Regions from separate parts of the Mus musculus genome. Here regions 2, 3 and 4 are each linked to region 1. A link is a contact called in public ChIA-PET and promoter capture Hi-C data. All regions are on one chromosome and are shown on one strand. Each heading gives the region's core, a stretch centred on a gene start, on an enhancer-like site or on the middle of the called end of the contact. The rest is flanking DNA. Distances are from core to core; before and after follow the strand shown. Region 1 holds the start of Prdm11 (PR domain containing 11). Region 2 holds the start of Chst1 (carbohydrate sulfotransferase 1). Region 3 holds the start of Tspan18 (tetraspanin 18). Region 4 holds the start of Cd82 (CD82 antigen).

Evidence for each region. Promoter capture Hi-C pulls out the DNA fragments that hold promoters and counts their contacts. ChIA-PET counts read pairs in DNA pulled down with a chosen protein or histone mark. Capture Hi-C pulls out chosen DNA fragments and counts their contacts.
Region 2: a contact with region 1 is called in a promoter capture Hi-C map of stem cell-derived epiblast-like cells, with 2.5 times the contacts expected there. The contact joins the promoter of Chst1 here to the promoter of Prdm11 in region 1. A contact is called at or near these places in 5 of 39 promoter capture datasets (the 3T3-L1 cell line, embryonic stem cells, hippocampal neurons and 2 more), 1 of 484 Hi-C or Micro-C datasets (fibroblasts) and 1 of 115 datasets of contacts at active chromatin or transcription factors (embryonic forebrain).
Region 3: a contact with region 1 is called in a promoter capture Hi-C map of pancreatic islet. The contact joins the promoter of Tspan18 here to the promoter of Prdm11 in region 1. A contact is called at or near these places in 1 of 39 promoter capture datasets (embryonic stem cells), 3 of 484 Hi-C or Micro-C datasets (cerebral cortex and embryonic stem cells), 1 of 115 datasets of contacts at active chromatin or transcription factors (embryonic stem cells) and 3 of 9 other capture datasets (adipose tissue, liver and pancreatic islet).
Region 4: an RNA polymerase II ChIA-PET map of memory CD8 T cells shows a contact between it and region 1, with 48 read pairs. The contact joins the promoter of Cd82 here to the promoter of Prdm11 in region 1. A contact is called at or near these places in 18 of 39 promoter capture datasets (the 3T3-L1 cell line, 3T3-L1-derived adipocytes, the C10 cell line and 12 more), 10 of 484 Hi-C or Micro-C datasets (CD4 T cells, CD8 T cells, embryonic stem cells and 3 more), 7 of 115 datasets of contacts at active chromatin or transcription factors (astrocytes, bone marrow-derived macrophages, craniofacial prominence and 4 more) and 3 of 9 other capture datasets (adipose tissue, embryonic stem cells and liver).

What each region holds. Positions count from the first base shown.
Region 1 is chr2:93,044,656-93,050,469 of GRCm38.p6, forward strand. It overlaps Prdm11 (PR domain containing 11), which reads right to left and starts at 1,510. Exons shown (of 8, transcript NM_001368848.1): 1 at 1,324-1,510.
Region 2 is chr2:92,596,492-92,602,380 of GRCm38.p6, forward strand. It overlaps Chst1 (carbohydrate sulfotransferase 1), which reads left to right and starts at 3,216. Exons shown (of 3, transcript NM_023850.2): 1 at 3,216-3,657.
Region 3 is chr2:93,331,807-93,338,041 of GRCm38.p6, forward strand. Tspan18 (tetraspanin 18) reads right to left here and starts at 2,681. Exons shown (of 10, transcript NM_183180.2): 1 at 2,466-2,681.
Region 4 is chr2:93,460,675-93,466,484 of GRCm38.p6, forward strand. It overlaps Cd82 (CD82 antigen), which reads right to left and starts at 1,828. Exons shown (of 10, transcript NM_007656.5): 1 at 1,656-1,828. It overlaps Gm10804 (predicted gene 10804), which reads left to right. Exons shown (of 5, transcript NR_040532.1): 3 at 4,637-4,781.

The DNA.
Region 1 (5,814 bases), core at 260-2,759:
GACTCCCACACAGGCTGTACTGGACCCACTGCAGGGAAGGAGAATCCCCTTGAAGAGATCAACTACAGCCCTGCAAAATCCAAAGCCCCGTGGGAAGGATCCTGAAGATGTCCTTTCCAAGAAACTAAATAAACCAGGGGGTCTGGGCCATATGCCCAGAAGGTTCCCAGCAGAGACCATACTCCGCTCCCCAGGGATGAGGGGGATATGGGACTTCTGACCCATACACCCTACACCATCAACCAAGACCTAGGAAAGTCCCTGCCTTCCTCTTCGGGGGACAGGGGTGCCACGGGAATCACACTTCATGGAAAACTATTCTGCTTCAGATAGACAAAACTCCCAAAGTTTATAGGGTTCTCAAGATGAAAAGAAGGCTCCCTTCACTGCTCGCAGTCCCCACGCACAAAGGACTGGGCGTGCTTCTTTCTGATCACTCTTAATCACAGACCACGGCTGTCCTCCACACGAAGCCATGGTCAAAAAAAACAAAAGACAGACTTTCCTTCTCTAGGTCATCAACTGATTCTAAGGGTCTGAGCTCCAACTCAGATGGGCTCAAGACACTAGCAACTTTTTGCCTTATTAGCCCAAGGCTGCTCAGTAGTCCCTGCAGCGACTTGCCTAGGGCACGCTGGCCTTGACAGAGGAAGGTCATTGGCCACCAAGTTTCTGCAGTTTCTGCATCACATAGTACCTTGGGGACCGGGAATGAGGAGGTGGGGGGTGGAGACGACACTCAGGGGCGAATTCCCGAAGAGTCCGTGCTGCAACCAAGACTTAAAATAGATAAAAGGCACGCCCTCCCTCTGCCGCCCCAGGCCCGCGGCAGGTCACAGAGAGGCATGCGGTCCCTAAGCCCCCCAGCCCGGCCCCGAAGCACCGGCGACCGGGTCCCTGCAACTAGGCCAGCGGCTGCATCCCGCCCTCGCCCCGCCCTGCCCCCTGTCTACGCGCTCTCTTTGCGAACGCCGGGCCCGAACAGCCGCTCCCATTGGCCGGCGGCCGCGTCCGTCAGCGCGCGGCGGAGCCGAGGAAAAGGCTACAGTGGAACAAGGCGGGCGAGTGCGCGGAGGAAGGAGGCGGAGGCTGGGCCGCCCGAGGCCCGCGTCGGGCGGTGGCGACGACCTGCGGGCCCGGGCCACCTTGAGACCCGCCCCGCTTCCGGTGCTCCGGTCCGTGCCCCGTCGCCTGCCTGCGCCCCCGCTCCCCAGTGTCCCCGCGCGCTCTTCGCCGCGGCCCCCGCGCCGGTTGGCGAGCCGCCCAGCGTCTTCCGAAGCCATGTTCACGTTCATGGCCACGGTGGCCACCGGGCCCACTCACCTTCGCGGGCTCCCACGCGGGGCGGCGAGCCGGGCCGGGGCCGGGGCGGCGGGACGCGGCGGGACGGGGCGGCCGCGCGCGGGGTCCCCGGCCGGGCAAAGTTTCAGCGCCAGCGGCAGCGCGGCGGCGACTCGCTGCTGCTCTCCTCCCCTGCTTTGACCACCATCTTATTAGTACAGGAAATGACATGGAAAACGGAAGAAAGCGGCGTTTGGGGCAGACGCGGACCCCCCAATTCAGGGGGCCGGAGCCGAGCCTCGCTGAGCCCCGCGTCCCCCGAGCCGGCCCCGCGCGGGAGCTCGCGCGTCCCCGCCGCGCGCCCCACGGGGAGGGCGACGCTGCGGAGGAGGAGCGGGCTGCGCCAACTTTGTGCCTGGGATACTTTCTGGGGGTCGTGCTAGAAAGTTGTGGCGTTTGCGCAAGCCCATCCGAGGGTGCCTCCTGGCTCTGCCCGGCTTCGACGTTGTCGGTCTACAACCCAATAAATAGTCAGAGGGCGATAAATGCGTTTATAATTTTAACCCTTACAGGGTCCTCTTCCGGGCCCCTTTAACCCTTTGGTTGCTCAGCCGTTTGGAAGTATCAACTGAAGTTGGGTAACATGCGTCCCATAGAACACCAAGGGAAAAGGGCCCTGGGGCCTGTGAGAAAAATTAACTATTTACGTGGGGACTAAAGGGTGAGTGTCACTTGCTGTTCAGATCAAAGTACAGTACCAAATCTGAATACAAAGCTGGAACGGGACTGTGTCCTAACTTAACTTGCCTAGTGCCTCATTGTATCCATCTGCAAAATGGCACCCAGCAAGAAAGATAGTGAAGGGATGTAGTAAGGCTGGGGTGTTTAAAGGAAGTGTGAGTGGTCAGAGGGAACCAGAACAACCCTACCCCAAGCCCTTCTTTGTAATGACCCCAAGGGGAGGCTGCTGCAGGGTGGGTTCCCTGGCCGAAGGAGGGCCTCACCTTAGGCTGGAAGTTGCCAAAAAGGATTCTACCTGAGTAAGAGATCTTGGAAGGCCTGCCCAGTGCCAGGTAGTCCAGGAAGGTCCAGATAGTCCCAAGAAGGTGTCACCTCAGGGGAGCCGATTACCCAGGGAAAGGAGCTTCCACCAGGGCGATCCCAGAGGGCTTTCCAAGGTCAAGTACTCCTGAGGATGCTTTGCTTAGGAGACCTGATGGGGGCTGGGACAGGAGGCAACTTCTCTTATTTCTCTTGACCTTGGTAACATAAACGCTTCTTCGGCTCCCTTGTCTGTCACTTGCAGTATGACCTTGAGTGTCTGTAGCTATGACCCTGTTTCCTCTTCTTGCAAAGCTGTAAAGGTCCAGCTGCCAGCTCTAGGGTGAGCCCTGAGGGTGTATGTAAAGAGCCCAGAAGCAGCTGTAATGCTATGGAAATGGCTAGGTGCTTGCTGTGTGTCCACAGTGTAGCTTTCTGAAGCACCGGGTCGTGTGTGGGATATGGATGAAGACCTGGATCTGTGTATCCCATTGTGGCTCCAGCCCAGTCAGAAGTCTGTAGGACTACCTCAAGTTCTAACTAACACCTGGGAGAGGGCAGGCTCAGGAAGAGAGGCTGAGGAATTAGCCACTTGTCCCTTATGAGGGGAAGAGACCATACATGAAACAACATCAGGGGTGGGCCAGGAATCCACAGGACCACATGCCAGGAAGGCAAACAGTGAAGACCCAAGTGCCCAGGGGTTGGCACAGGGCCTGCAGTGACTAGTGCCTGCTGCAGAGAGTGGGTGGGACGAAGAAACTGAGACAGACCACAAAGAGGCACAGGAAAAGAAGGGTATGGCCAATGGCCCGGAGGATGAGCAGACCTTGGAGACTAGTTTCCTCCGGTCTGAACCATTTGGCAGGGCTCGTGGGACCCCCCTAGAGACATGTGGCCAAGGCAAGGTCAGTGTGTGTCTCAAGCTTGCCTCTCACTAAGTTGGGCCGGAATCCCAGAAATGTGGGTGAGAGGGTGCTCCCTGGAATTCCCTGAGGACCTCAGGATGGGAGCTAAAGTCAGTAGGTGCATGGCATCCACGCACACACATCCCATGCTTTGCCACTAACCCGTTTCCCTTCCAGTCTTCCAAAGCAAGTATGGCTTTTTTACCAAGAGGCAACATGCTCAGAGATGTTCAACATGCCACAAATCACACAGCTAGTTGGGGGCACGGGGAGACCCAAGCCAGCCTGCCTCCCTCCATCAGACAATGTCTTCTCTGCCACTTCCAGTTAGCTGCCCTTTCCCACAAAGCAACTATGGATTTCTGCTGCTTTCTTCCACAAATACTGCACACACAGAGTTTACCAGTGTGTTGTGAGAGGAAGCCAGGTTCCTCTCTTGCCTCTCCTTGCAAAATTGTCCCCATGAAGTCATCGAGATGTGACTTATGAATAGTCTTAGCTCTTCAGGAGGAAAACTCCATGTGAGATCCATGAATAGTTAGATATCCATCCAGGAAAGCCAGTGCTACAGAGAGAGACCTTGTCTTATAAATAAATAAATAAATAAATAAATAAATAAATAAATAAATAAATACTAGTAAAATTTAAAAATAAGAATACCCAAACAAAACTGTCACCCAGTGAGCTGCATGGTGGGTGCCCCCAGGTCCCTGGAGAGTCTTTTTGATACTTACTATAAGACAAGCATATTATTTATCCCATCAATTGATGATATCTCTCACATCCTCAAGGGAGAAATTTGACTCAGGATTTATTGCCTGGAAAATCTAAAACTGGAACAAATTACATCTCCCCCGAGGAACCAGCAGGCGTCTTCCTTGCTAATGAGAGGAACTCTGTAACCGATCAGGCTTCCCTTTTTACTTGGGCTGCCAGGAAGCTCAGAGCCAAATTCCAAATTCATTCCCAACAGCATTGGCAGTTGTTTCCTTCTCATTTCTGTTTCCCCATGTCTAATCCTACTGGCCAAGCCTTGCTTCTCTGCCTTTCATTAAAAAAAAAAAAAAAAAAAAAAAAAAAATGTCTCCCTTTGTTAATGGCAAGACATAAATCTTTCCAATGACTCTGCTTTTGGAAGAATTGCTGAAGTGACCCGGATCCCATGGGCCATCTTCCTGGCCAGGCATGGTTCCACTCTTGCCCACTTGCCCAACAGCTGAGGGATCTCTCTCTTGGAAGGAAAGAGGGACTGGCTTAAGACCAAGGGATTGCTCACACAGCTGCCGGCAAAGGCTAAGATCAAAGGGCCAGGGTCAGGTCCTCTTGCTCTTCTGTAAGCTACTGACAGGCAACTCGCCTGACTCCTGCTAGGTCCCCAGGAGCACAAACCACATCCCCAACTCAACACCCCAAGTGTCCCCTAAGGATCCATTCCATTGAGCAATGCAAAAGACAGCCCCTTCCCTCTGGAGGAACCATGGTCAATGGATTTCTACTGTGTGACAAGCAAGGAGAGGCAACAGGGTTCAGGTGGGAGGTGGGGGTGGGGGGCCCAAGCACTGATGACTATTTTTAGACCGGGGACAAGCTCTCTGAGGAGGTGACACTTTGGGGCATGGGGGATGTGCTAGGTGCACACATCAGTCTTGCCAAGAGAAGAACGGCAGAGTCTCTGCAGGGCACACAGCCCCTGTGAAGACACTGTGGCAGGAAGGAGGACACAGTATGGGAGGAAGTGGCAAAGATGAGGAAGGTGGCAGTGGGGTCCAAGCCCAGCCTCCCCAGTGAGATCTGTGTGAAGAGCAGGAGCCGATGAGCCCCAGAGCTGAGAGACAAAGGCTCTGATTTGTGTTGGCAAGAGCTCGCCTCACTGCCATGGGATCATAGCTTCTTTTCTGTTGCCATGAGGAAATAGTCTGTAAAGAAGTGACATGAGGGAGAAAGGGCTTATTGAAGCTTGAGATTTTAGCCACAATCCACAGTGGCTAGAAGGGAGAACGGAGGGAGCTTGAAGGAGTTGGGTCTCACCGAATCCAGAGAGGGGGAGGGATAGATACATGCTAGTACTCAGCCTGCTTTCCCTGTCTTACACAGTCCAGGAACGGCCTCAGCAGTGATCAAGATGGGTTTCCTACATCAATTCATATAAGCAAGATAATACCCCACAGGCATATTTAGTTCCTTTTCTTGTCAACCTGATGCCCAAACATGGATTCACGCCATAAACTTCTACACCCTTCCTCAAAGTCTCATGACATTGTTATACTTTAAAATACACCCAGTCCAACTTCAAATGTTCTTTTAAAAAAATCTATTGACCTTTATTGTATGGGCATTGGTGTTATGTCTGCATGGGTGTCTATGTGAGAGTGTCAGATCTTGGAGTTGTAGACAGTTCTGAGCTGCGGTGTGGGTGCTGGGATTTGAACCCAGGTCCTCCAGAAGAGCAATCAGTGCCCTTAAGCACTAAGCCATCTCTCTAGCACCCCCTCCCCAGTCCAATTTTAAAAGTCTCCATAGTCTTTAACAATTTGAACACTTTAAAAGTCTAGAGTCTCATCCTTTTTTCCAACTTGAACCTGGC
Region 2 (5,889 bases), core at 1,966-4,465, 450 kb before region 1:
GACTTTTGCTATAGGTACTGAAGCCGATGGGCTTGGAAAGACTGCTGGGATTTGCCCTCTGCAAGCTTGTATTCTTGTCAGTGTCCCAGGGAGACCTGGGATGGAGACCTTCTGCTGCGCATCCTCAGTCAAACCCCGGGCCATCAGTCTCCCACGACAGACTGAAGAGACAAGGAGGGCGGCCCAGACCGCCACCAAATGGACCCCTGAAAGAGATTGAAGCACCACAGTGCCAACCCCCAAACCCCTTAACCCATTTCCAATCGCCTCTGAGACCAGAAGGCCGGGGAAGAGGAGAAAATGCGTAGTTTTGAATTCTTGGGGGACGGAGCGGGCTCTATTCAAGGAGGCTTCTATGTTTGGGGGCTCTGAAAGTCCCATCCTCAGGTTTACCTGGCATCCTGTCCCTCCTTAGGAAGTATCCTTGAGCCAGGCTGGCCCAGTGTGGCCCCAGTGAGGTGCCCTGGCTTGGCTACTGTGTAGTAGCTAAGCAGTTCTGCAAATTGGGCAAATCCCAGGACTCATTAGTCCTTAAAAGAGGGAACGACAATTCCTGCCACATCAGGCTACTTTTGAGGCTCCAACAAAATAATCCCCATGTGGCGAAGAGCTCAAAGCCTGGCTCAGGGAGGGGGAGAGCCCCGACGTCAGCCATTGCTACAGTCTTCTTAGCTACTGTCTGTCAAATGGCAGGCTGCTTGCTGTTTCCTCCTTTGCCTTGCATGCCCTGTCCACCCCACAGCTATCGTTCCTGGAGTTAGCTCCTTCTCCAGGAAGCCCTTCCTGAAAGACATTCGAAGGCTGCATCTTCACCTGACTTCCCAGGCCACTTAGAAAAACGCAAATTTTCAGTGACCACTCTTTCTAAAGGGTTTTTTGTTTTTTGTTTTTTTTTTTTTTCACTTTTGTTTTAAACTCCGCCTACGTGTGCATGTGTCTGTGTATGCGGATGTAGGCCAGAAGAGGGCGTCAGAACCCCTGGAGCAGGAGCCACCCGCATTTGTGAGCTGTTTGCCATGGGGGTTGAGAACTGATATGCTCTTCTAGTGGAGGCATCACTGCATCCCCTCCCCCACAGCGCCTTGCACACAGTAGGCACCTAAGAAACATGTTTTTGTTATATGGGGGCAACCCCAGGTAACTGGGAACAGACTCATAGTACTTCTGAGGACCCAGGTCTGTGTCTACTTTCAGAGTTTAAATATATTTCTCCCCAGTTCTTTACATTTTAACCTCACTGTCCTCTCCATCCAAAATATAGCAAAGTTTGAAAAATGACTTGCTGGGATCAGAGAGTGGGAGATAGAGGAGTTTCTAAGCCTGGACTATTCTGGGGTAGCTGAGATTCAGGCAGGGATTAACCTAGGTGAAAGAGATGGTTCTGGTTCATCCAGGGTGACGGGGGGGGGGGGTTGGTGGGGGGGGGGTGCAGGCTGTCCATGGACAAGTGGGAGGGGCCTGAAACCTGGAGTGTTCTTGCAAGGCCAGCTTTCTCTTCTTGGTCATGTCAAAACACAGCCACTTACCATGGAGGTGGGCAAGTGACTAAAGCCCTGTGATGCTGGGGCTGAGGTCTGGTGCCCTATAGCCCTGGCTGCAGAGGGTGGAGGTGGGGGTGGGGGATGCCGGGTACAGCTGCAGCTGGAGCTGCTGCATCAGGGATGTCAGGAAAGGCGATGTTAGTTGTCTTCTCTGAGGAGGTGGTGGGGGACAGGAGTTTATAGTTAGGGGTTGGCAACTGTAACCAAGACAAATGACCATGTGGCCTACTGGGACCCTTGGAGCAGAGGTCTTCACGTCATCTGGTTCCATGTGAAGCCTTTTCTGAAGATATGCCCCTTGGGGTCTCCGGGAGACTCCTAGACATTATGTTATTCCCTTCTTAGCGAACAAGTAAGCATCCACCCAAGCTAACATGGGAGCTGTTGCCCTAGGAGATAAGAAAAAGCACCTCCATTTTTCCTCGTGAGGAAACTGAGGCACGGGTGGGGGAGGACTGCATCACATGGTCACACAGCAGACTCACAAAGGCTCCTCTGCACTGAGAACTTCCAGGTGAATATAACCTCATTAAAAAACAAAACAAAACAAAAAAAAAACCCGTTGTTCTCTGCACCGTATCAGGAGTGACAGACGGATGGACAGATCGTGTTCTAGGAGACGTAAGAGACGGTGGAGATGGAAGCCCACTCCTTTGGACGATCGCTACCACTCTGGACAAAGTCTACTACTGCCTTTGGTCCAGAGCCCTGCAAAGTACCTACACATCTTCAGATGGGAAACAGGTCAGGATGGGGTCTGGGTTTGTGCGCATGGACACCTTGGTGGCCAATGGTAGAAGTGGGTTTTCCCTCCTCTTCAGTTCAGGGCCACAGGCATTCCTCTGCTGGCTTCATTTTTCCTCCAGGCCACACTGAGGGCTCAGGGGTATGTTTCTCTTGTCACTAGCTATAGTGTTCGGTGCTTCTGACATGCAGGAGATGCTCAGTCGATATTTATGCAGAGAACGAAGGACCACTGTAGTGCCAGGGCTTTGCCGCTGTCCTGGTCCCACAAGTGCAGCTTGTGGACTGGTAACTACCTGGGAAGACAGATGCAGCCTAGGAGGAAGGGGCTGGGCAGGATGGAAAGCTTCCTCTAGCAAAGGAACTCTAGTGTCCGACTAACTGGCCAGCTCCACCCAGCCCCTGCTGAAAGGGGATGACAGGATCTGGGGCAAATGAAACATTTCTTTAGTTGTGGGTGATGGAAGAGAAGCAGGGGCATGTAGTGGAATATCGACTTCAGTTCTGGGTTTGGGAGTCTCTGATTGCCCTGGCTGGGGAAAGGAGCCAGGGTCAGGTTGGGGCTGTAGCCAGACTTGGGTATCCAGAGGCTTTGGCTGCATAGATAGAGCCATGCCTTCGCTAGGGCGGGTGTAGGGGGAGAGGGCAGGCCAAGAGGTACCCGTGCTGCTGCCGCTTGGCCTCCTCAACTCGGGGGTGGGGGGTGGGGGGTGCGGGGTGGAGGGTGGGGGGTGTGGCTGCCTCGGCCCGCCGGTGGGTTGGCTCCGGAGCCCTGCTAGTGGGGGTGTCCCGGCGCTCCCGGCCTGGGCTGCGCGGGGGGGGGGGGGGCGGGAGGGCGCGCGCTGACGGGGTCGGGCGGAGAGGGGGCGGGCGGCGCTGGGGGTGGAGCCGGGACCGCAGCGCCTGCCACCCGCTAGCTCGGCGCTGAAGCAACCACCGCTGCTTTTGACTCCGAGACGCAAGGAGGGTACTCCGTGAGGCTCTGGCCTCCGAGGCTGCTGCTGTCCTCCGGAGACTGGGGCTGCAGTGCTCGGTGTCCCGGTGCCTGGCCCTGATCTCTCTCTCTCTCTCTCTCTCTCTCTCTCTCTCTCTCTCTCTCTCTCTCTCTCTCTCATCAGGAAAAGGCACTGTGCAGAGCGAGCCACCCGGAGCTAGCGCCCCCGAGCCATGGAGAGGGGCCCGTGAGGGACGCGCGGAGGCGGAGGAAGAGGCTTGGGAGGAGGGAGGCCGAGGAGCAGGGCGCGGGAGGAGGAGGATGCCGCCGCCACCTCCACCGCCACCACCACCCGCGGGCCCCCGGAGAGCCTGACTCTAGACTAAGGATGGAGCCAGCGCTGGGCGCTGCAGCGGCTCCCGGCGCGCCCGCCACCAGGTATCGGCCGGGTCTCCCGGGCCCCGGGGCAGGCGGGAACGGACTGCACCGCAACAGCCGGGAGGGGCGGGGGCGCGGGCGCGGCGGGAGACGCCCCTAGCTCAGGGCCGGTGTCTCTGGGCGGTGCGCGGAGGCGGTGGCTAGGGACCGCAGAGTGCTGGGCGCTGGGAGAGGTTGGCTGGGGCTAGTAGCCCTCCGGAGAGCTCCGCGATCGCTCCTGACCTCCTCCTCTGGTGAGGGCAGCAAACTTGGGATAAACGTCTGCCCGGGGCTCCTGTTCTGCTGCTGCGGTACCCGCTCGGGTGTCTGCTCCGGGTTGATCATGCAACAGCCTGCTAGACCCGAGCGGCCGAGGTTGCCAGAGACCCTGAGGTTCCCGTGCCTCCTCTAACTTTACAAACCAGGCTTACACCCTGAGGCAAAGCACTGTCCCGGCCTCTTGCTTATAGCCTCGGTCTTGTATCGGCTTCTACTATGCTGGTGATAGGCTGGGCCCTTAGGAGACTAGGGCTGCCTGACGGTGCAGAGCTTCCCCCCACGCGAGGCCAAAACAATCCTAGCACCTCTCTGAGTAGGATATGGGGTGGTCAGCTTCTTTCGGGGTCCAGGGAGGGACACGGTGCTTGACTTTACAGTAACAGTAGACAGTGGCCCTAGCTGGAATCTATGGGTTAAAAGGCCACGCTATCTGAGGAAGGAAGGTCCTGCTAGGATGGCACCTTGGCTTGATTTCAGGTACCTCACCATGTCACCTCTCCCTACTCCAGGTCTGCCTCTTTTTAAGATTACATTCCTAGTACCCACTTCCTGATGGGCTTAACCGTTTAAGCAAGAGGCTTCTGGACACCAAGGCTTTTGGGGTCCAGGACCAGGGATGTTATAGCTGACTGCTGAGAGGTTGAGGCTGGGACAGGGGAGGTGCATGTCCAAACAGTGACAGGAATTCAGCCCACTGTCTTCTGGAGCCTAGGGACATAGGAAGACACCTATGGTGGAGGCAGGAGGCAAGCATCCTGGCTGAGCAGAGAACTGGGAGCCACTTGGGAAACCCAAGGATACCAGTGGATGTAAGAGGCAAGTTGAGATGGGCTCATAGGCTAGGGAGATACTTTCCGGGGTTTCTTAGCCCTTTAGATGGGACCAGGCTGTCTCACAAAGAGATCTTACCTGGCAGGCAGTTCCCAGGCCCCAGTCCCCAGTAGCTGCCACACTTGTAGGCATCCTGATGACCCTGTTTCTTTTTCAAAGTGCTTCTATCGTCATGACTCACACTCTGGAGTCACCAGGGAGGTATCAAGCTTCCACCCTAGTCTATTCCCCGCCCTCTTGGGTCTTTAGGGAGCTGCCAGGAAAGGAGGGGGTGGATATGCCCTTGGTCTTGGACCCCTGCAGGAGCCTAGTGTGACAAACTTTCATTGCTTGCTGGTGGGTGAGTTGGCTCGAGACCAGCAGTCCAGGTCATGGTATCTGTGGGGAGAGGAGGGGTGTGCAAGTGAGAGAAAGCCATTGATGATTATGCCCCAATATTGCTGGAGCTTTGAGATCAGGACCCCCCCCCCTTCTCTGTCCCCTAACTCCTTGGTTTCTTCATCTCAGAGCAAAAACCCCCTCCCCGACTCCAAATCCAAATTTCCCTTTTTGCCGAGTGGTTGTGAAGCTTTGGGTTAATGGCTCCCTTCTGAGCATCCTAAGTTAGCCCACTTCCTCCTACCCTCGCCCCCATGTCCTGTCGGCTCAGTGCAGGCTCTGATTCAAGGTGTGGGTTTAGATTCTCAGTGCCCTCTCCCAAGGGCCCTGGCTCCAAAGGGAGGGTGGCACTGGGGAATGCTAGTGCAGGGAGTAAGTCAGGCTGCACTGGAGGAGGGACCTAGCTTTGTTCGACTGAGTCTGAAAGAGCCCTGGGTGTCAGGTTCTCAGTGAGACCTGGTTTGTGCGGCCCCCCACTCCCCCCCCCGTCCCGTCCCCAGCCCCCTCTTGCCCATCGGCTATGCCCCATCCTTTTACATAGGGAGTCTGAATTGGTGTGAGGAGGGAGCATTTGATAGTCATAATCTGGTTCAGAGAAGGTCCCGAAGCCCTGAGTCACTGTATGGTTTCCATGGAAACAGACTTGTTCAGAGGACTCGATGTAGCAAGGCATTGGGAGGGGGGAGGGAAACATATAGTAAAATCAGGCTCCACAAGTGTGATGGAGCTGGACCAACTCCCTTTGGTGGGAAAGACAGAGGAACA
Region 3 (6,235 bases), core at 1,431-3,930, 290 kb after region 1:
GATTTAAGTCACAAGACCCCTCTATCCCCAGAGCTGTTTACAGAGAGGGAAGAGGGGCCACTGAGAAAGTGGTTCATCTAAGGCCTCCATGAGAAGCTAACTGGTTGGATTTCAAATCTGCCCTTTCTCCTCTACCAGCCCCTTCCCACAAACCCCCCTAATATCTTGACTCCAAACCCAACCAGTCCCAAGTCCAAAGCACTAAAATGTCACTTAGATGGTAGGGGACTATTTCCAGCCTGGTGTGGAAGTTACCAGAAAACTGGGGGAGGGGTCCTTTCTGGATTCAGATCAGTCTGTCCTAGGTGCAAGTCCAGAGGTTTGTTTCCTCAAAGCTCCCTGGAGATTCAGTGATTGACTGGCATCTTGGTCTTGGGGACAGAGAGACAAAGAAATGAGCCTGGGCTTGGACTACTGAGAAGTCAGAAACTGGGGAATCTACCTGGAGTCCAAGAGACAGGACCAGAGGCAGGAGCAACTTTGGAAGGTGGAGAACCTCTATGTTGTCTTCAGTGTGAGGGCTGGGGTGAGTAAGGAGTAAAGAGAAGAGACAGCACCCAGAATCTGCAGGCCTTCGGGTTGGGAACATGCTAATACCCACGTTCCAGGGGTGGGCGGGGCTCTCCAACTAGGCTACACACACACACACACACACACACACACACACACACACACTGAGAGCCATTAAAACTAAAACAAACAACACTCTTCTTTTGTTTTCTGGCATGTCTTAAAGACAAACCCAGTGACAAGGGTCCCCACCCTTTCCTTTGCCTCTCTGCGTTGGCTCTGCCATTCCAAACAGAAGCCAGGCAGATAGGATGATCTGTCTGATGGAAACTTTGTCCTGGATGGGGGTACTAGCTGTATCCAATAAACACATGTGGTTTCTACCCAGGCTGAAGGCAGGACCCCATCTGTATCTTGGGGACCCATTCCCAACACCTGTGTGTGTGTGTGTGTGTGTGTGTGTGTGTGTGTGTGGTGGGGTATATGGAATAGCTTGGATGGTGAGCACGAATTCCTAGCAAGGGCACATGAAAACTTCAGTCGGTGTGAAGCTACGGTCTCTGTGAGCTTATCTGTACTCTCTTGGGGGAACAGAGAGAAGTTTAGTGAGAAGAGAAGGCACCAATTCCCTCCAAAGTCCCCTCCATAAGAACAGCCTTTCACACAACAAAGATGACCCTTTCCACCCACACAATACAGGAGTCTAAGAGTACAGGAAGGAAGAAAGTGCGTTTTCACCAGCATGTGGGACGTGATCATAGAGATGCATGTGGGACCTCAGGCCCAGGACATGGAGTGCTCTCGGTAATGGGTGAGGAGTGTATCCCTTTTGATGAAACTATAGAAATTCCTATGCCCCCAATCTACCTATGCCCAGAGAGAGGACAAATCCTGCCCACCACGCCCAGAGATCTGACCAGGACCAGGACAAAAGATGCCACTTTTACAAAAATGGCTGGGTTTCAGTAACTTCAAGTAAATCCAACTAATGTTCTATCCTATTGTCTCCATGCAGGCTTGCTGTTCATGTAAACTTTCTTTTGTTTTTCTGGGTGTAAATTGTTCACTCATCCTTGCCAGCAGCCCACCTCATGACACTGATCCGTCTGATCGTTGCACATCAGTCTCACAGTGGGTGCACCTCCGTCCGATTCTCTGGGACAAGGTGGGGAGCTCCTCCAAACAGACCCCACGCGCATTGCCTTGGTCCATCTGCGGTTCCATGAGCTCAGAAACTCAGAGAAGCTCCTAGGCTGGTCTGGGAAGCCGATCTGGCCAGGGAAGGGCGCCCCCTGGCGAGACAACTCTCCCAGCGCAAGCAGGACCCGGAGCCCGCGCGCGCCCACCTCGGCCAGCCACGCTAAGGAACCCACGGCCACCACACCCCACATCCGGCCGCAAGGAGCTCCGGACCCGCCCGGGAACCTCCTAGGTCTCCACATCCACGGAGCTGGACATCTTCCCGCGCAAGGAATGATAACTCGGGTGCGAGAGCAAAATCTAGGAGCGTTCTCCAGGCCCTGCTACCAGGGTCCCACGAAGGCGAAGAGCGCTCGGTGCCCCAGCCCGATCGGCTGTCCGCCGCGCCCAAGCCCGGCTCCGTGTCCCCCGTTGTGACCTGCTTGTGTGCAGGGTCACTTGGGCTCACCCCTTCACTCTCGGTACAGCCCCGGCCAACACACCGGCTCTGGGAGTCCCACCTGCCGCCTTACTGTCGCCTGAGCCCCCGAGATCGCTGGGCGCAGAATGGCTGCACCTGACCTGGGCGAAGTCGCGACCCGAGCATGCTCCGGGTCACTCAGTGCGGCGCTGTCCCCGCCCCCAGGGGAGTCGCTTCAGAACTTGGTGGCCGCTTACCCGAGCGTCCTGGGACCCGCACTGATCTGGGATCTCCCCCGAAGCGCGCGGTATCCCGGGGCCAGTACGCACAGAGGGGCTCAGTGATTGAATCCTACCTGGCAGAGGCTCGGCCGCGGGGTAAAGTTTCCCCAGGCGCAGAGTGCGCTCGCAACTTGCGGGGCACCGGTAGTCCTGCGCCGCGGCGCTGGGCTAGGCGTCAAAGCGACAAGGAGCGGCGACGCCCGCTGGGGGCCAGGGCCGGGCGGCCTGGCGTGGCTGGGCTTCGGAATCGCACAGCGTTGCGTCCGCCTGCAGCTTGCAGCCCCTGAGACGCCGGCGGCAGCTGCAGCGGCTCACCCGCCACCGCCGCCGGCCACACCTCCCGCCACCCTCCGGCCCGCCCTCCCGCTCCCTCCGCCCCAGCCTCCGCCCCTCCGTCTCCTGTCGCCACTACTGCCGCCGCGGTGCTGGCGCGTCTCCGGGGCGGACACGGCTCTCATGGTCCACGGCCGCTCTCTCACCGGGTCCTAGAGCGTGGTTTCTGGAACTGTGCTCTCCCGATGTCCTCTGCACTCCTAGCCTCAATGTCTGAATTTAGGAGATTGCTGGAGAAGGGTGAAGGTAGCACGCTAGACTGGGACATTTATTCCCTGGAAGCTTTCTCGCTGTTATCACACCGTGTGTGGGACTGCAGGGCTGGGGTGTGGGATTCTCCATTGCGATGTCGCGTCTTGGTTTCCCACTTACTGCCAGGGAAGTACCAGATAGAAACCTGTGCAGCAAGCTCTATTAGGGTTCATTGTTGGTGCCTCCCAACCCCATCCGCTGTAAACTATAGCACTGCTAAGGACCAGACCAGTGAGAGGCTCTCACTTCATCCTCTCCTCCACTGGGGTTCACTAAGACAGCTAACCTATGCTATACAGAACCCATATAAAATTCACAAGCAGGCACTCAAGAGCCACAACCTAAGAAAGACTGTCATGAGAAGGCTCAAATCGTTGGCAGCAATTATCAGTGTCTCAGCTTTGAAAAGTCCTGTGAGGCCACACACACACAAATCAAACTACACTCTACAGGAGACCACTTGGCCCACTGATCTCACCCAGGACAGACACTCTTTGACTTCAGTGTGGAACTTGGTGAAGTCAGGATGCTAGACAGAGCTTTGAAGGGTAAACAGAAAACCAGACTTGGTATTTTCAAGCCCACAGTCCAAGAAGTAAAATGTCTAAGGTCTCAGGGCTGTTCCTTTGAACCACTTCACAGAGAGAGGCCAAGAAGGGGATTTGACAGAGGGGCATGCAGTTTCGAGAACAGTGGACCAATGGCGTAGGTGTGGAAGTCTGTCAATATATAGATACCTCTTCAGCTTCCCAAACAGAGTGTGTGTGTGTGGGGGGGGGGGGTGGGGCACGGAACCCTCTGGCTGAGAACCCTCACAGGCCCTTAACTCAAGGCTGCTGCTGTAAAAGACTGCTGCATGGGCCTCCTGGGAACCAAGAGGGGCATCCCAGAAACTTAAGCAGAATCAAGCTGTGAGGGAAAAGGCCCAGGCTTGGCAGACAGGAGGGGCCTTTAAAGATTAAGTTTTGACAAAAGCAGGCACAGTGTAGTTTAGGGGAGACAGCACAAGCTGGGGGCCAGCAAGATGGCTCCCTGCTAACAGGTACTTGCCACCAGCCCTGACTCCTGAATTCCACCCCAGAACCAACTAAGTAGATGGAAAGAAGATTGGGCCGGCTGTACATCTCACGTCCAGTTAGGACAGTGGATCTAACTCCAGGCCTCCGTTTCCTTCTGCCTCCTTGAGAACGTTAGTCTGACTGGGCCCAAGGATGACGGCTGCCTGCTTAAGTGCTTTCTTTAAATCAGCACTTATTTTATATTTTGTTTTACTTAAACGAGTTTGTTTTTAAACAGTGATATGTTCTACCACGGCCATAAATGGAAGAGCAGTGTCGGATTGCTATAAATAGAAGGATATCATAAAACAAATACAGTGCGAATAAAATGGTGTCATTAAACTCCAACAACGGATCTTCAGTCATAATAAAAGAAAGTGTAACAAGATGCCGCTGGCTGCTTTGGCTAAGAAGGGCTGAGCATCGCAGGGCTCACTCCCACTTGGAGTCCAGTGAGCGCCAAAAAGGTCACTAAAGACACATTAGCAACCAGCGTGGGACACCGCACACCAGGAAACATGATACCTGTATAGCAGAGACAGAAAAGTGCCTTTTTTCTCCCCCAAAATGGGGACCCTGGAAGTTTAGTCCCATGAGACATAAGACCACATTTTGATGCTGGGAGAGCTAGTCTCCTATTCATAGAACAATCTTAGTCTTAGTGTTTCCACATGCAAAGTTGAGCAAACAACCTGTAGGGTCCCTTCAACTGTTCTGTCGGGAAACCAAGAAAGTTCCCCAAATGGTGGCTTATCATGAGGTTTCAGGCAGGCAATGAAGTATTCCAAGGGGATGGAGTGGGGAGGGGAGAAAGACAGCCCAGGGGTGAAATGGAAGGGCCAGCTAGCTCTGACCAAGGAGATGCCAGGTTAGCACAGACCCAGAAGCCGCCAGGTTCAGAAGGCCCAGGATTCCTCATTTGCCCACTCCAAAGAAACCCCATGGGGATTCATCGTAGTCCAGCTACTTCATTGTCTTCATGGGGATGCTGAGAAAGATTGGTGGGGTTGACAGATGAGCATGGCAATAACATGGGGCCTCCTGACTCCTGGGTCAAGACCTCCCAACTCCCTGCATAGGGAGGGGTTTGATAGTTAATACCGTCAATTTGACAGAATCTAGACTCATCTAGAAGCTGGATCTCTATTATGTCTTTGAGGGAGTTTCTGAATTGGGTTAATGAAAGTGGGAGATCCTGGGCAGCACCATTGCATTGGCGGGGGTCCCCGACTGAGTAAGAAGAAAGCACCCACATCTCATCTCTCAGAGCCTCGATGGCGTGTGAATGTGGCCAGCTGTCCTGCCTTCCCCACTGTGTCTTCCTGGTGATGGACTAGTGTCCCTTCAAACTGTAAGCCAAAATAAACCCTTGCTTCCATAAGCTGATGCTCGCAGGCATGTTGCCACGGCAACAGGACAGTAATACTGGAAATATGGAAGAAATGGAGCTTGAAAATGCTCATCTCTCCCCTCAAGGAGGTTTTATTTTATTTTATTTTATTTTATTTTATTTTTGGGTTTTTTTCTCTAACACCTACAAGAAAAATCCCAAAATGTCCCATTGGCCTAAAAGTCTCAAGTCTGTCACAATCAGCTTGGACTGCACAAGTCAGGTGCTGGGACTCAGCCCCTAGACAAGGAACACATGGGCCAATGACATCCTGCACAAAGAGCCCTGAGCCAGTAGCTAGGAGCCTGCAGCCTGGAGCTCTGCCCTCACCAGGCCTCAGTGCTCCCAACTGGAACATGAGACCCCAGATATGAACATGGGTTCTGGCTGGGCCATCAGACCCTGCTCCAATACCCTGAGAATTATGAAAAAGGGCAGAAACACCATCTCCTCTCTCCAGCTCCACTGAGGTCTTTGTCGTGAGCTCTGTGCCATGGCAAACTACTTAAGATTTAAAAGAGCATGTGTCTTTACAAAGAAAGGGTTTGAGAGCATAGGAAAGAGTGGCAAGAGACTCCAGCTTTGTAATATTAAGGCTGTTAGGCAGTGAGCTTCTTAAGGGGCAATGCTGCCTTGCATCTCCAGCACCCCAGGTGGAGGCTGCCCTCAGGATTCAACCCCGCTGTCTGGAGTAGGCCACTCAAAAGCTCTGGTCTTTCTTCCTTCTTTCCTGCCTTTCTTCCTTTCTCCTCTCTTTGTATGTTTGTGGGGTGTGTGTGTGTGTGTGTGTGTGTGTATGTGTGTGTGTGTG
Region 4 (5,810 bases), core at 578-3,077, 420 kb after region 1:
AGGCCAAAGATTAATCAGGGCTGGGGAGTCCAGGCAGAAAGTCCTGCTCAACTCTAAAGCCCATCCCTGCTACCCACTCTGATTCCCCAGAGATTCCTCACATATTCTGTGCCCCCCACCACACACAGTCTTTTCCACGTGGTCCGGCGGCCTTCAGCCAGGCTTTCCAGAGTACTTTCCAGCTGACTCTACAGCAGGGGCTCATCTCCCACCAAAATGCAAGGATTTCCCATGGGGCACCTTCCATATCTTCTGTGCCCAGCCCTGCTCATGCAGACCATGTGCCCTTCCTACCGTAAACTTGCAGTGAAACAGCCCATACCAGCCACTAAAGCCTCATAGACTACTGGGACTTCCCCTGAGCTAGCCCAAGCTGTGAGAGAAACTTCCCCAGGAGGGAGATGGGTTGGGGAGCCTCATAGCACCTCAGGATGAGGATAATGCTAGGCCCATGGACTCATTAAGCAGTTTTTTTTACAAGGGGGTGGGGGTCGTTTAAATTCAATACCCATCATCTCCAAGCTATGTTAGGGACTCAGGCCCTCCTTTGTCTAGGTAACACATTTCCTGACCCACAAAAGAACAAGATGACGTTGATGGCTGGTGTCAGTTTCTGACTCTGATGAGGTCAGGGATGGGACAGCTGCAGTTACCCACAAGCCTTCCAAACCAAGCCAAACCCCAAAGATGGGTTCATTTCCCAGAAGGAAGACAGCACACCACCTGCTCACTGACATCTCAGGAGCTTTGAAGTGAGGCTTCTGGGCACCCAATGGCCTGTCAGGCATGGTACACATAGTTTCACTTAATTCTTGCTACTACTGTTTGGCCATTGCTCCCCAAGTTACAGATGAGGAAACTAAGGTTTGGAGGGGAGTGGAATCCAATTAGGCTGAATCCCAAAGCCTAAATCCTTGGCACAGCCAGGACCCAGGACACACCCCACCATCAGAAGTGGAGCCCCTTCTGCACAAATACCTAATCCCTGGCACAGCAAGGAGCTCTCTTGGGTTTGGCTAGATTCTGAGCAGGTTTGGAAGGGTTTCCCCTTCTTCTCCCTATGCACCCCAAGAGAGAGTTTCTTCTGCTGCTATCCCTCCAGGCTCCTCTTCCAAACCAGCTCACCTGGAAAAGTTTGGCTAGGTTTCCACTCTTAAGTCCACCCAGTTCAGTGGTGCGCTCAGAACGTGGAAGGAGGAAAAGAACGGAAACTGCCTTGCTTTGGATTTGGAGTTCCTTCCAATAACCCAGGGCAACTTAAATCGTTTCTCTCAGTGACATTTTGCGGAAGTCGCTGAGGTCTAGCTACGCAATCTGAAAGCGAGTGTACTCACACACCACTGTGACTGTCACCTGTTAGCCCTCACATTCCGCTCGGAAGCTCATCTCAATCAACTTCCTCCTTCTGGAACCGGAGGAGATCTGGACTAGGGGCAGGGACAGGCCCGGGGCCACAGGGCTGGTGTGTGGGGCAGCCAGAACTAGGGAGTTCGGGACTCGGAGGTGAACGACCCTTCTCAGCTACTAAGTGCTCCAGCCTGTTACCTGTTGCCAAGCGGGCCCCACGGGCTTGGCGGAATGGGTCCTGCTAGGAAATCCGGACAAAGCTAAGTTTGCTTCCGATTATCCTGTCCCCTCCCCCAGGCTTCTCTTACCTGGTGCCTGGGTTCTGGCTACGCGCTTTAAGTCCCGCGTCTTCAGCTGGCGCCCCAACCCGAGTCTGACTGCGCAGCTTGGCTCTGTCCCTCCGTTTTCCCCCGCCACCCCCTCCCGAAGTCAGTCCAGAAGCTCAACGGCCTTGTCAGGCCACGCCACGCCCCCCAAGACCACGCCCTTGACACGCCCCCTATACAGTTCCCCTCTGGGCCCTGCGGGAGGTAGCACCAGGCTCCGCCCACCACAGCCTCCCGGTTCAATCAAACGGCCACACCCCTTAGCACAACACTGAGCTGGCTACCCTTTGCCAACCCTCCAGCTCTGCCCAGCCCTGCAGCCTGGTTCCAGCTCCAGATTAGAGGCGAGGCCACGTACGCGCCTTGCTCCGCCTGCTTTGGGCCTCCAGGGGATAAGGCCGACCTGGGACCCCAAGTCTGCCGCTCCAGTCTCTTCCAGCCTTGCGGAGTCTCACCCCCTATGGTCTCCCCCATCCTTCCCACTTCCCAACTATGCCGCTGGCGGTCCTCTGAAGCCCTCCTGTTCACCCCTTTGAGTCCATCACTTTCCCCAGGGGCTCACCCTTAGGCCTCCAACTGGGAGGCAACTCCCCGGCTCCGCCCTTCCCGGGGGATTCTCTGCTCCGCCCCGAGCCTGTTCCCCTTAGCAACCTGGCTCAGGGCTATAAGCCTGGGGCCCCGACGCTGGCATTCTAGGACGGGCGTATCCTGGTGCAACCCGGGAATGGCGTGGGAGCGTTCGCGTTCCAAGACCAGGTCTCCGTGTGGAGGCGGCTGGAGCCAAGCACTTTCTGAAAATACTAACAGCTACCAGTGGTTGAACTTTTGCTCAAAGACAGGATGAAAGCCAACAGCTGTTAAAACTCTGCTCTTCAGTCCCTACCACTCCTGGGCTACTTTATTTGTACCCATTTTATTATTTGCACCCATTTTACAGATGCACAGCCCAAGCTTTAGAGAGGGGAAGTCGTGGGCTAGAGTCTAACAGCAGAGTCGTTCGTGAACCATTCCAACGTCTCGAATCATACTTAATACTTGTCCTAGCTTTTCTGGATTTTGGTCCTTGAAGAAGTGGCCCAGGCCAGCCAGCTGTGGTACAGCAGGCTGGTGAAGGGGTGGCAGGAGAGGGCAGAGGGCCTGAGACCTCCATGGCTGGCTTCTTCTTTGAGAAAGTGGTCTGCCAAAGATCTCCAGATGTCTGACACATCACAATGCACTACAGACCATGGATCTGCCTCAGGCAGGTTACCAGGTTAACAAGCAGGGCCATTAACCTGTGAACTGCTGAAGTTCTTTAGCAACACATCTCACTGGCATAGCAGTACAAGCCTCTGAGGGGAGGGTGTGGATGTGCTTGCTTTACCAGTGGGGCGCTGGATGCAAGGCTGCCCAGTGGTTCTCAAAGCTGTTCTCACCCTAGAAGCCCCATCGCTGCCTGGGAACTTGTTAGGTTCATGTTTGGGGTTTGAGGCACCCAGAAACAACTCGGTGGGAAACTGCGGTGGTTTGCTTTCACAAGGGTCCCAGGTAATTCCGAGTCAGCTTTGTGGTTGAGAGCCACTGTTGGGCATAGGGTAGGCTGAGACTCACTCACAGGGCCTAGGTAGACCTAGCATCTGTGTTACCCAGGGCAAAGTAAGTGCCTTTAAGAAGGGACCCACAAAACCAAAGCCAAAGCAAACAAAACCCTAACCTAATAAAAACACATTATTGGTTTATGAGAGACAGACAGACAGACAGACAGCATGGCATGATGGATCAGGAGTTTGAGGCCAACCTTGGCTAAACAAGTTTGAAGCCAACTTGGGCTGCATGAAAAGGGAACAAACAAACAAAAGGATTAATAACAAAAATATTGTGACAGTGGCCATTGGAAATAACTTTTTATTTACTTTTGGTCTCATGTAGCCCAGGTTGTCCTCTATTTCCTGCTGCTGCTCCTCCAACTTTCTGAGTGTGGAGATGAGAAGAAATTGTATTTACCAAGAGCTCAGTCTAGTGAGGGACTAAGTCTGGGATGATGCTAAAAAAACGGAAGTCCCTGCACTTGGGAGGTAAAGGTGAGAAAGAAGATTGGGGATTCATGGTCATCCTTGAAAACGGGTTTTCTACCAGTGCGATGTAGGCCAGATTAGACCAGGTTAGACCAGATTAAAATAGATAAAGGCTACTCCTAGGCAGGTTCACCCTATCCCAAGGAAGTGGACCAGGGAAGTCACGAAGCAAGGCTCACACAAGGGGCTTTATAGGCCTTAGGTGAGGGATGACGATGCGATGCGTCAGCTAGGAGCTGGGATCATGCCCATATATGGTCAAAAGCTGAGCCCCTGGGTGGGGCACTCTTGGGTGGGTTGCCCGAAATGTAGAGCTGAGGGGTGATGAATTACGCCAGAATTTTCTCCGATCAGGTGGGGTTAAGGAAAGAGAGCAGATGGGCCAGGGTGAGCAAGGGTTCCAACCACACATTTAGCGATAGGTCCCGGGTAATGAATTAATCAAACAATTTATAAACTAAGCTTAGGAAACAGGCTAGAGAGATGGCTCATGGGACAGGAGTACTTGTTGTTCTTCCAGAGGCCCGGAGTTTGTTCCCAGGACCTAAGTTGGGAGGCTCAGGACAGCTTGCAATTCCAGCTAAGTTTAGGGTACATAAACTGCCCTTCTCAGATGCTTGTCATTTATTCCATAAGATGCCAAGATCTAACCTTGTTCCCTGACACTATGGATGCTCGAGACCCAGAGCCATAGTGAGAAAATAGGGTGCTGTGGTGTCCTGGCCTGGGTGCTAGATCTTGACCTTGTCTAACTTTTGCCAAGTGGCCATAAAATACCTTCCTCCCCACCCTTCTCTGAGACCTCCTTGACCCCCAAGCTAGGATGTTTGCGATGGTGACTCACAGATGGCTCTTTGTGTGACAAGACTTGTCCTGAAGGGATTCTACATACACATCAATTCTCCCCAGGTAGGGAATCCACAACAGACCAAAGCATGGATACGCCCCAAGTCCAACGTGGTGAACCGATGAATCTCCAAAGCACAACCTAGACACAGGTGACATCTCTGGGAACCTGAGCACAAGACACAGCTTCAGCGAGCTCAGCAGGTTGGTGAGTGTCCAAGTGATTTAGCTGGTCTAAATCCCTTCCAGGTATCTCAGCCTGTTTCTTGGTCTGAGTCTTCTTCTCCTTTGTAGTTAACTTGTCTGAAACTCTTTGCAGCTTTATTGCTTACTCTGAGAGGAAGGGGCTTAGTGAATCTGGTCAGTTTCAGGGACTTCCTGAAGCTATTTTGAGTTGTTTGCCTTCCTGTTTAACTTGATTCCCTGAAAGATGGGTTGTTTCAACCTGAGAGGAAAATGGTACACAATAGGCCAAAGACCTGGGTCCCATCAGCCCCTCCCTAGCCCAGATAGTTCCTCCACTACCAATTTGCCCCTCCTATTTAAATCCTGTTGGCAACCCTTTCTTGTTAAGGCCACTCTAGACTGGAGATGGGGGCAGTCTAGAGTGTCCTGTGGGAAATAGGGAAGTAGGTGTGCAGCTTCTGGAATTCCTGCCACACAAGAGGCACTGTCTGCTGCACTCCTGCTGAGGTTTTCTCCAAAGGCGCTGACATCCTGGGGTTCTGGTCCTAGTGTGCAGGCCTCGTTTAGCACAAGAAACCCAAGCTTAGAATACAGTTTCGATAAGCATCCTTTTATGCTGAGCAGGTCACAGACCAGACAACAAAAGGTTCATCCTCCTGCCTGACCATCATCCATCCATCAGCAAGACCATGCTCCAGTTTGGACTTCCTGGATTCTGCAGCTTCATGCAGGAGTTAGAGCATGTGAGGAGATCAGCTCGGGTCCATAGCTGGGCCCACCCACCTGCTTCTCTTCCTGTCCTCAGTGTCACAACAATACAGGATTCAGTCGTGAGGATACCCCAGCCCATCTGCTCATTGCTCCACACAGCTACTGCCTCCAGAAGTTGAACACCTGTGACAGAGCCAATTATCTAGGGATAGAGGAGCCAAGAGGCTTGGGTTGCCCTTGAGGCTGTATTTGGGCCAGCTGAACAGAGACTCCCCGTGTTTCTACACAGAGGCATGGTCAAGATGATCCTGTAGACATAGTTACCACTCTTATCTGAGTC